Linked DNA regions of Danio rerio: region 2 is linked to region 1. Evidence: chromatin contacts called from public Hi-C data. All regions are on one chromosome and are shown on one strand. The core of a region is the stretch at or near the end of the contact, and the rest is flanking DNA. Distances in the headings are between cores, read along the strand shown. Region 1 overlaps dgkza (diacylglycerol kinase, zeta a). Region 2 overlaps ambra1a (autophagy/beclin-1 regulator 1a).

The links. Hi-C and Micro-C count contacts between places; a contact is called where the count stands out from the background.
Region 2: a Hi-C map of skeletal muscle shows a contact between it and region 1, with 3 times the contacts expected there. The contact joins two enhancer-like sites. A contact is called at or near these places in 6 of 18 Hi-C or Micro-C datasets (caudal fin, embryo, hematopoietic stem cells and 2 more) and 2 of 4 datasets of contacts at active chromatin or transcription factors (caudal fin and embryo).

Annotation. Positions count from the first base shown.
Region 1 is chr7:39,316,213-39,320,841 of GRCz12tu, reverse strand. dgkza (diacylglycerol kinase, zeta a) reads right to left here. Exons shown (of 32, transcript XM_073908831.1): 21 at 4,312-4,412; 22 at 1,424-1,503. Among named protein-coding and RNA genes, the nearest start is that of mdka, 64 kb to the left of the region's middle. Within about 2 kb of position 2,136, at least 5 of the 62 cell types and tissues checked have an H3K27ac peak or open chromatin away from gene starts, as enhancers often do.
Region 2 is chr7:39,560,049-39,564,449 of GRCz12tu, reverse strand. All of the region lies in intron 7 of ambra1a (autophagy/beclin-1 regulator 1a), which reads left to right. Among named protein-coding and RNA genes, the nearest start is that of ambra1a, 15 kb to the left of the region's middle. Within about 2 kb of position 1,904, at least 3 of the 62 cell types and tissues checked have an H3K27ac peak or open chromatin away from gene starts, as enhancers often do.

The DNA.
Region 1 (4,629 bases), core at 887-3,386:
GTGAAAAAGAGCCCCTATTATGTGTTTTTGAAAATGACCTTCCATGCAGTGTGTAACACAGCTCTAAGTAAAGTTAAATATCCAGCTAAGGATTAAATCTGAAAGTGCACTGTGTGTAAAACTATTGATTCATATATAAAAGAGAAAGTTAAAATAGTGTTATTTTTCCTACCCAAAGATGTGGCTGTGAAGAGTCAATGGATAAAGTTTATTTTTGCAAAAATATTATAGCTCCAGCCTTGTACTGTGCTCCTGTCATTTTTCTGACGAGTGCTTCAGCAATCTACATGCTTACAACAGGAGATTTATCGGCCGTTTGCTAAAAGGAAGGATCAGAAAAGACTACTGATGTATGGGACTTTGTCAGAGCTTGACAGGAACTTTACAGTACACAGTTCATGGATCAGTTCCTTCCTCCATTTCACAAGTCTAAGCAACCTAAGTGTGATTAAAATGGTTGCCTCCTTGTTTTCTCTAGTTTGCAAATTATGAATTTAATTGTGTTTTGTTACTTGTAACCGCTCCACGTACCTTGTACTGTATCTGGTTAACTCTTTATATTCTCATTTCGCATCTAAAACCACATTGAAAATGCAACGCTTACCACTTTCTTTACTGATTTAAATGCGTTTGTGAGCTCGCAATCCACTGCCACTTGTCATTGCTATGGCCACCATCAGCTATTCTTACACTTGTGGCGTTCAGGTTTCAAAATAGTTCAACTTTTGCCACTGTGTGGATTAATACTGAATGTGTGTCATGGTAATGAAGAGCTGACAGAGCAAACTGCATTGCTTTAATGCACTCCTTTATTGGGTTCACACATACACTCTGCACTCTGACTACTTCAACAATGTTGATAAGTCGTGGTGGGCGTTTCTCTCTGTCTCACGCTGAACGCAGTCAACCAATTGCAATAGACTAGGTCATCTCACCAATCAGCACAGATTAGCATCACGCTAAGGAGGGGTTTGGGAACAAATTAATTGCTGAACAAATCATATGAGAGGTGTTGGGATAATTAGTTACAAATAAATGTATATTATAAGATACTACAAGAGTTTTTGACCTTGCATGCATATCAGCCTGTTGTTGGAGACCCCCAAAACCATAATATGGCCTTTTTTAACGCATAATAGGGGCTCTTTAAAACATTTAATAATATTTTAGAATTAAAACATTCTAATAGAGTGTCACTACTTGCAAATCTGGGTCCTGAAGGACAAACTAACCAAGCGCCACTGTTCTGTACTACATGTAATGCAGTAAAACTTCTCCATATATTATATTCTTATACAGTGACTGACTGTTCCCATCATTAATCAAACTCTAACACCTCTCTCCTCCTCTCTATTTTCCTGTCCTCTTCATTTCTCACTTTTACCCCTCTCCCATCTGTTAACCCCACCCTCTCATTTTTTACCTCCTGTAGTCTCTCGATGTGAGCTCGGCAGGTTTCCAAATCACTGTCTCCAGGGACAACGATGAGACCCAGTGGAATCGCTGCAATAAGGATGGAAAGACAAGAAACGAGAAGTTAGAATGAGAGATAAGGAGAAGAAACAGAATCTTTTCATCATTCGCACAGTAAAAGTCTGCTGCACGTTTTTAAAAATTTGGCCCATATTTCTCCTCTCAGGAGATACTGATCAGCAGAGGGAGATGAAATTTGAATTAAATAAGAGAATGGAAGGAAAGAAGGAAGGCAGGAAGGAAGGAAGGAAGGAAAGAAGGAAGGAAGGAAGGAAGGAAGGAAGGAAGGAAGGAAAGAGATAAAGAGACAAAGAAAGAAAGAAAGAAAGAAAGAAAGAAAAAAGAAAGAAAGAAAGAAAGAAAGAAAGAAAGAAAGAAAGAAAGAAAGAAAAGAGAATTCAAAGCATTGAAGATAAAATTCATCTCTGTCTCTGTGTCCTGGTGAATCTCTGTAAGCTGTATGTGTTGATGGAGATGATTTATGGCAGTTGTATTCAACATGCAGTGGCTTAGACCCAATCCAACTCATTCAAAGGAATCCAGAGACTCCTCATGAAACGAGGGCTGACAGTAATAGGCCATAGCCATTTTGTCTGCACTAGAGTCTAAATCACTGTAGGCATTTTGTAGACATGCAGCTGTAGGCCTGCTCTTATACGTGTCATTGAGAGAATCTGATGAAATATGATGTTCAAGCAGTGCAGTGGCTGCTGAGGGTACGTGTCCTCTCATGCATATGGACATTCTCAAGTCCAACTCAATTTAGAGGGAAATGGGAAAAAGTCAAAGATCTCACTCTGAGATCTCAACTGTGCAATGAAACACTCAACCACCCTTAACATCATGAAGATGCAGGAGTGCACGTTTTAAAGCTGGAGAAAAACTACAGTCCTACCCTGAGCAGCGAGCCTTGATGGCTTTAGAGAGGCAGGGTAATATTTCCAAACTAAATGAGCTTTCTCAAGAAGACGCTGAGTTTCTCTGACAAAGTGGGGAGCGAGAAAGTGAGAGAGGGCGACGGGGAAAGCGGGAAGAGACGAGTGGAGAAAGAACGGCGAGATATGGGAGAGGTCTCCTCCATTGAGGAATGTTGAGTTGCTTAGCAACATCTGAGCAGTCGTTCCCAAATTCAATTCAGGTTTGTTCTCCGTGCTCTCGCTCTTTCTCTTGAGTTGGTGGTATTGTCAAGGCTCTTCAGAAGAGTGAAGAGGGACTGACAGCAGTGAGCTGACGAGACACAAGGATGTGTGGTTTATTTTTGTAGCACAAATGAAAGAGTACAGAATGAGTGTATGAACTGAAAAGAGAGAACCACTTTCTCCTAGTTGACAAGCACTTTAAATGGATGAATTCAGTCAAACTAAAGGAAGTCTTACTTTTTTATTTTCTGTTGTTTTTTTTTAAAGTCAGACCAAAAGGCTAATGTGATTGTCAACCAGCATGTATATAAATTAATCATCATAAAACTGGTCTCGGGGTGATGGATATTCACTATTTTAAATGTTTGCTTATTAAAACAAAGCTTGATTATAACCATATACTTGAACATTAACAAACAATTTTTCATACTAGACTTGATTTTTGAAAACTGTAGGTAATAGTTTATTAAAACTAGAAATGTATGATGCTAACATTGCTGATGGATTGGTAAAATACTCCGTGTCAAATCTTAAAAGCGGCATAAAGCAGAGGCTGAATGTATTGTAATAGAGCCACTAAATTCCAACAGCACACACCATAGTTACTGAGGGTAGTGATGGGACGACACCTAGTGCTGGGAAATAGAAGTGTGCACACAGCTTGACTTGGGCACTCCTAAACAAATCGGGCAGCCAGAATAAATGTTATTGCCCTCACTTCATCAAATTCATCTAACTTTTGATGATCTTCAACACATGAAAGAAAATCTGGGATGTTTCTGTCCGTTTTTGGGTGAACTAATCTGTATCATAACCACAATTCTATTTAATTCAACTCATCTTTATTTCTATGGTGCTTTTACAATGTAGAATGTTTCAAAGCAGCTTCTAGCAAATTGAAACTGCTTCCATTCAGTGCAGTTTTCACAACTGAAGTTCAGTTCAGTTCCGTGTAATAATGTAAATGTCACTGCTGAATGCCAAACCACTGAAGAGCAACTTCAATGATGTTTTACAAACGACATTTAAGGGGACAAGTTCATTCAATAATTATTAACGGCCAGATTTTGAGGTTATATTTAAGGTTGGTCTGCAATCTAACTGCACTTGTCACTGACAAAATGAATAAAATCAAAGAAGACAAGTTGTGTTAACAGGGAAAAAATGAAATGTTAATTTTACAAAAGAAAAAAAAAAACATTAAATGATCAACAGTAAAGTTTTTTAAACATTTTACCCCAGATTTAGCTTTTTGGAATTAAAAATGTGGTAACATTCAAATCCAGTTTTGACATATTACTTATAAAAAAATAAGAAGGGACGCGTTTTTAAACTTAAAAACTACAATTACAAACTTAATAAATGACAAAACTATAAGCTTTATATCCTTATTTATTATTATTATTAATATTATTATTATTATTATTATTAGTATTACATCATCATCATCATCATCATCATTATTATTATTATTATTATCATCATCATCATGATCATTATTATTATTATTATTATTATTATTATTATTATTATTATTATTATTAATAATATCATCATCATTATTATTATTATAATCAGTATAATTATTATTATCATTATTATTGTTATTATTATTATTATTAATATCATTATGGTTATTATTATAATCATTATAATTATTATTACATTATTATTGTTATTGTTCATGTTTCATACTTACAAGCTTCTTTGAGCTTCTCCTTGTCGTAGTGCAAAGCTTCATAATCATGCATGCTGATACGGCTCACTCTGATCCGTAGTCGTTCTGGAAACGGTTGCTGACTGCTTGATGGAAAAAGATTATGGTTAAAAAAAATTTATTCAAACAAAAGATATTCATCAGGAACTGAAGTTTCTATAACAGTGGCATATCATAGTGAGCATGCAGTGATGGCTGTCAGGGTTGGAAACAGCATCTCGCATTTCACTAAACGGCCCAGCTGTCGCTATACTAATTAAATCTGTCTCCGCTTCCGATATTTAGCTTTTTAACCGTGGT
Region 2 (4,401 bases), core at 655-3,154, 240 kb before region 1:
TTCACCAAGCATGTCATTATTGAAGTGCATGGCAGACTTCTGAGATTGTTTGTGTGGAGCTTTCATGCTAGTCAAATTTGTGCTCTGAACGTCTCTGAGACCCCTATAGCAAATTGAAGGATCTGAAGGCAAAAGAATTATACGTGAAACAAGTATAGTTTGTTCAAAGCAGCCCAAGAAGCGTGAGTCTGTTGTTAGAGATTTTAGATTCTGAGCTTTTTCAGCTCAGCTATAAGGCCCGATTGGGTTCTTTAAGTATTGGAAGACTTTGATTGTTGAAATTTTAGGAATACCTGGAAAAAAATGCTTTTTTGAAAGTATTTTCTTTTTATTGTGTAACAATATTTAAACATTCAAACTCCACACAGTAACACCAACTGACCCAGCCAAGGATCGAACCAGCGACCCTCTTCCTGTGAGGCGACAGCACTACCTACTGCGCCACTGCATCACCATATAATCATTCATTTATAAGTATTTTCACAAAATTTCCTTTATAAAAATGCATTGTATCGTATGGGCCTGTAAATATCATGTCAGGATAATGTCAGTTTTGTTTAAATAACTTTTTAAAGAACAATTTAACTGGTTCTCACATTCTGGTCTTTTCATCTGCTGTTAATGTGAGGAGCTATTGTACAACTTAGTTAATAATGTTGTTTTTCGATTTGTAATAAGATTATTTTGCTTACCCCATTGGCAGATTATTTTGCTTGATTTAAGGAAAATCTCACTTCATTTTGGCATATTATTTCTTAAAACAAGACAATATGTTTTGCTTGTCTAGAAAATTCTTCTTGATTTAAGAACTTTTAGATATTTGGACTAGAAACAAGACAAAAAATCTAAGTAAGAAAAGCATTTTTTGCAGTGTGACACACAGCATCACGGTCTCTCATTCACACACATACATAGGCATGCTCGCTCGCTCGCTCAAGAGTCTGGAGCGATATTGTTAGACCGCCCGCTCCCGTTCAAATTACACCAGTTACCAACCGCTCTTACGCTTTATTCAGAAATTTATTCCTGCACCGCAAGAAATCTGGTCTGCTCCCGCAGTACAGCCGGGATGCAGAGCTTTACTTTGAGTGTCCAGAAAAGCGCTATATAAATGTAACATAATTATTATTATAATTGTATATGATGATTTTGTTTTGTGTAAAATCCTGATAAATAAGAATCAAATGTTTATTATGGGTTTAAATGGGTAGTTCACCAAAAACTGAAAGATCTGTCATTGTTTACTCACCCAACGCTTATCTTAAACTGGTTTGCGTTTCTTTCTTCTGTTAAACACAAAAGAAGGCATTTGGGGAAGGGTTGGAAACCTTTTACTACTGTGGATGTCAATGGTTACTGGTTTTTAACATTCTTCTAAATATCATGATGGGCTAATGACTGATGCTGCATGATGACTTGACACTGTTATTAAGATGAACAATTATTACAGACTATTGTTCAACTGTTTTTTTTTTCTTTCTATGCGGTCTCATTTAACTACTCTCTAAAATTACTTATGTTTGAACTACTTATTTAAAATGAGTTGAAACAACACAATTCTTAATTTTTTTTTGGGACAACCTGATTGATTTATGTTGAATTCACTTAAATTTTATGAAAAAAAAAAAATTAAGCCAGCCTAAATGGTTGGTGTTGGGACAGCATGAAGGAATTTGTGGAACCCAGCCTTTTTGACAGTGTAGTTAAAATATGTTGTCATGCAAACCCTTAGTCAATGACACATCTGGCTCATAAAGTAAGATGTATAACTTTGAGTTTTGCTGTTAAGTAAACCGACCTACTTTTGTAATTTTCAATCACACTGGCACTTTTGTAAGGAATCTGACCTAAAATATGGGCCAGTCTTTGCAGATTGCTCCCCTCAAGGGTCTTGAAATGCCAGCTTCACTCCATTAGGGGGCAGTAGCTCATCACACTGCACATATGTAGTGGTAACTTTCCACATGTATCTTCAACACTAAATAGCCGGTGGGTTTTTTGTTCTGATTATGTACTCTAACACACAGTCCTCCTCTTCTCATGATGCCGAACAGCATGTCCCATGTGCGTGGCCATGCTGTGAATCAGTTTTGTTTTAAAGCCAATGCTGTGCAACGGAAAGTATCGCACTTCACTTATAGAGAAGAGCAATAAGAATGAATGCTCTGCCATTTTACATTGTCCCAGGAGTCCCGCTCCAGTTCAGCATTACTGACTCACAGCTTTGAGCGTGGAGCAAAGTTTCAGCACGAACTCTCATCACTACCTGCTATAATGTCATACCTGAAACAAGAGCCTGTGAAATTTATAGAAAGTTACCTCAATATTGTTCAGATAATAAGCTGCCATATTACAGTATGCAGAAGCGCAAAACAAAAGGCTTGAAACTGTAGCACAATCTGCACCGTCATCTGCATTCCATCTGGATAAAAATGTATCACGCTATACATTTTGCACTTTCAAGAGTGATTATAGACTAAACAAGTTAAAAATATCCCCAGAACTGCACATTTCCTAACTGTTTAGTGTGTTTTTATAGAGTTATGTTTGCTTCAACTCTGTTAAAATGCAGATCTTGATCTTTTTAAGTGAGCAAACAAAGCCAACTGCGTGAAAAGGAGTCAGAATCGATCCGTTCTGTTTTTGCTGTGAGTCAAAGGGCAGAAGATGGCATTCTAATGAAGCGCCGAGCACACCCACACCAGATGCATTCACGTACACACATCACACTGACTCATGCTGAATAAAAATGCCCTGCTCGCTGCCCAACTGTCCGTCCAGCTTTGTGCCCTGCCAGTCCAAGAAGGCATGCTTTGGACTCGGCCTCCTCTCTTAATGGCCTTCAGCAAACTCTCCGTTGTATGAGGAATAGCACAAACCCAGACTTAACAAATACCCCGATTTAATGGGTTATTAACCAATTCCTGGCCAAGCCTGGCAGAGCTCACATCATTACTTACACATTATATTCATTTAGCCTTCACATAACAGTCGGTAATGAGCATACTAATGTCCTTGTGCAGTTTAATGAGATTTTTAATGATTGTGATGCTGCTCGGTGGGGAGTGTTACTGTAGAAACCGAATGGTGGAAATTGGAAGAAATGTGTCTTCTTCATTTTTGTTTGACGTCCTCTCCAAAAATTCTTAATCTGGACAGGAAGTGCTTTGCAACTTCAAAACAAACAAAAGCAATGCAATTCTCTTTTGTAGGAGGCTGCTGGAGTCGTCCATGATGTCTCTTTCGAGAAATGGCACCTCTGGGTCACGAGACCACCCCATCTATCCCGACCCAGCCAGGTGAAGCCGTGTGTTTGTGTATGTGTGTGAACAGCATTTCACCGTCATGCCGCTTGGACGGTGAGGTCTGGGTAATGAGAACGAGTGTGTGTTATGCTTCCGGACAGTAGTGTGACATTTCAGACTCACCAACACCCCTGTGTCCCCTTAATTCAAACATGCACACACAGCCTGTCAGCATCCTCGGACTTTGTGTGTAAGGCTCATAATAACGTGAGTTCATGGCTAGTGAGTCATTGTTGAGCTCTGGGGAATCAGCAGTGGTTCGGGATCAAGACAGATTGTTAGCGCAGACTCCCGCTGGCTGGTTCGCACAAACACACGGACCGACGCGCACCTCTAACCTGTGAATTACCACAACAGACTCATTTCCCCCAGAGCAGAATGTACCTGGTGTTAGAAGCCATCTGAGCAGAGGGTTAGTCTGACTCCGGCAGGAGTAATTGCTGCTATATGACACTGTTGTTTCCCGCATCTTTCTCTGTCTGCTTGTGTGTCGGTTGAAAACACGTTCTCAAACACACACTGATAAACAATGTGATGTGTTTAGGCTCTGTCAGACAGATTTAACTGATTCTAGGTCTTGTGAAAAGTTCTGCCAAGTTTCTCTCCTTGCGATTTTGTGCTTGTGTTTGTGAGGATGAATATTCATAATTTTGGTTTGATTTATAATTACAGAAATTCTCTTTCTGACTGGTTGAGAATATGTGACAGTTGTCTCTGCCCGAGGTTTATTTAGGAGTTTAGCTCTGTTTGTTCTCAGTGTTCAGCTCATCTGGTCCATGCTGGTGGCAGATGCTCCTTTCTCAGCTAGTCCAAGACCGAACGAAACTCCAGATGCTCTTTCACTCTGAGCTGTGTAAAAGATTTTAGTTTTAACGGCTTTGTTCAGCAGGTCCCTCTGCCAAAAAGCTAACTAATGAATTAGCATCTGATTTAAATGAGAATAGATGCAGATTTAATCAAGTGGATACAAAAGTTATTTTGTGTGTTTATCAAAAAATGCATGAAGGTTGTTTAAAACAGTGGTTCATTCCATTCCATTCATGTTTATTTCTATAGCGCTATTAGAATGTAGATTGTGTCAAAGCAGCTTAACATT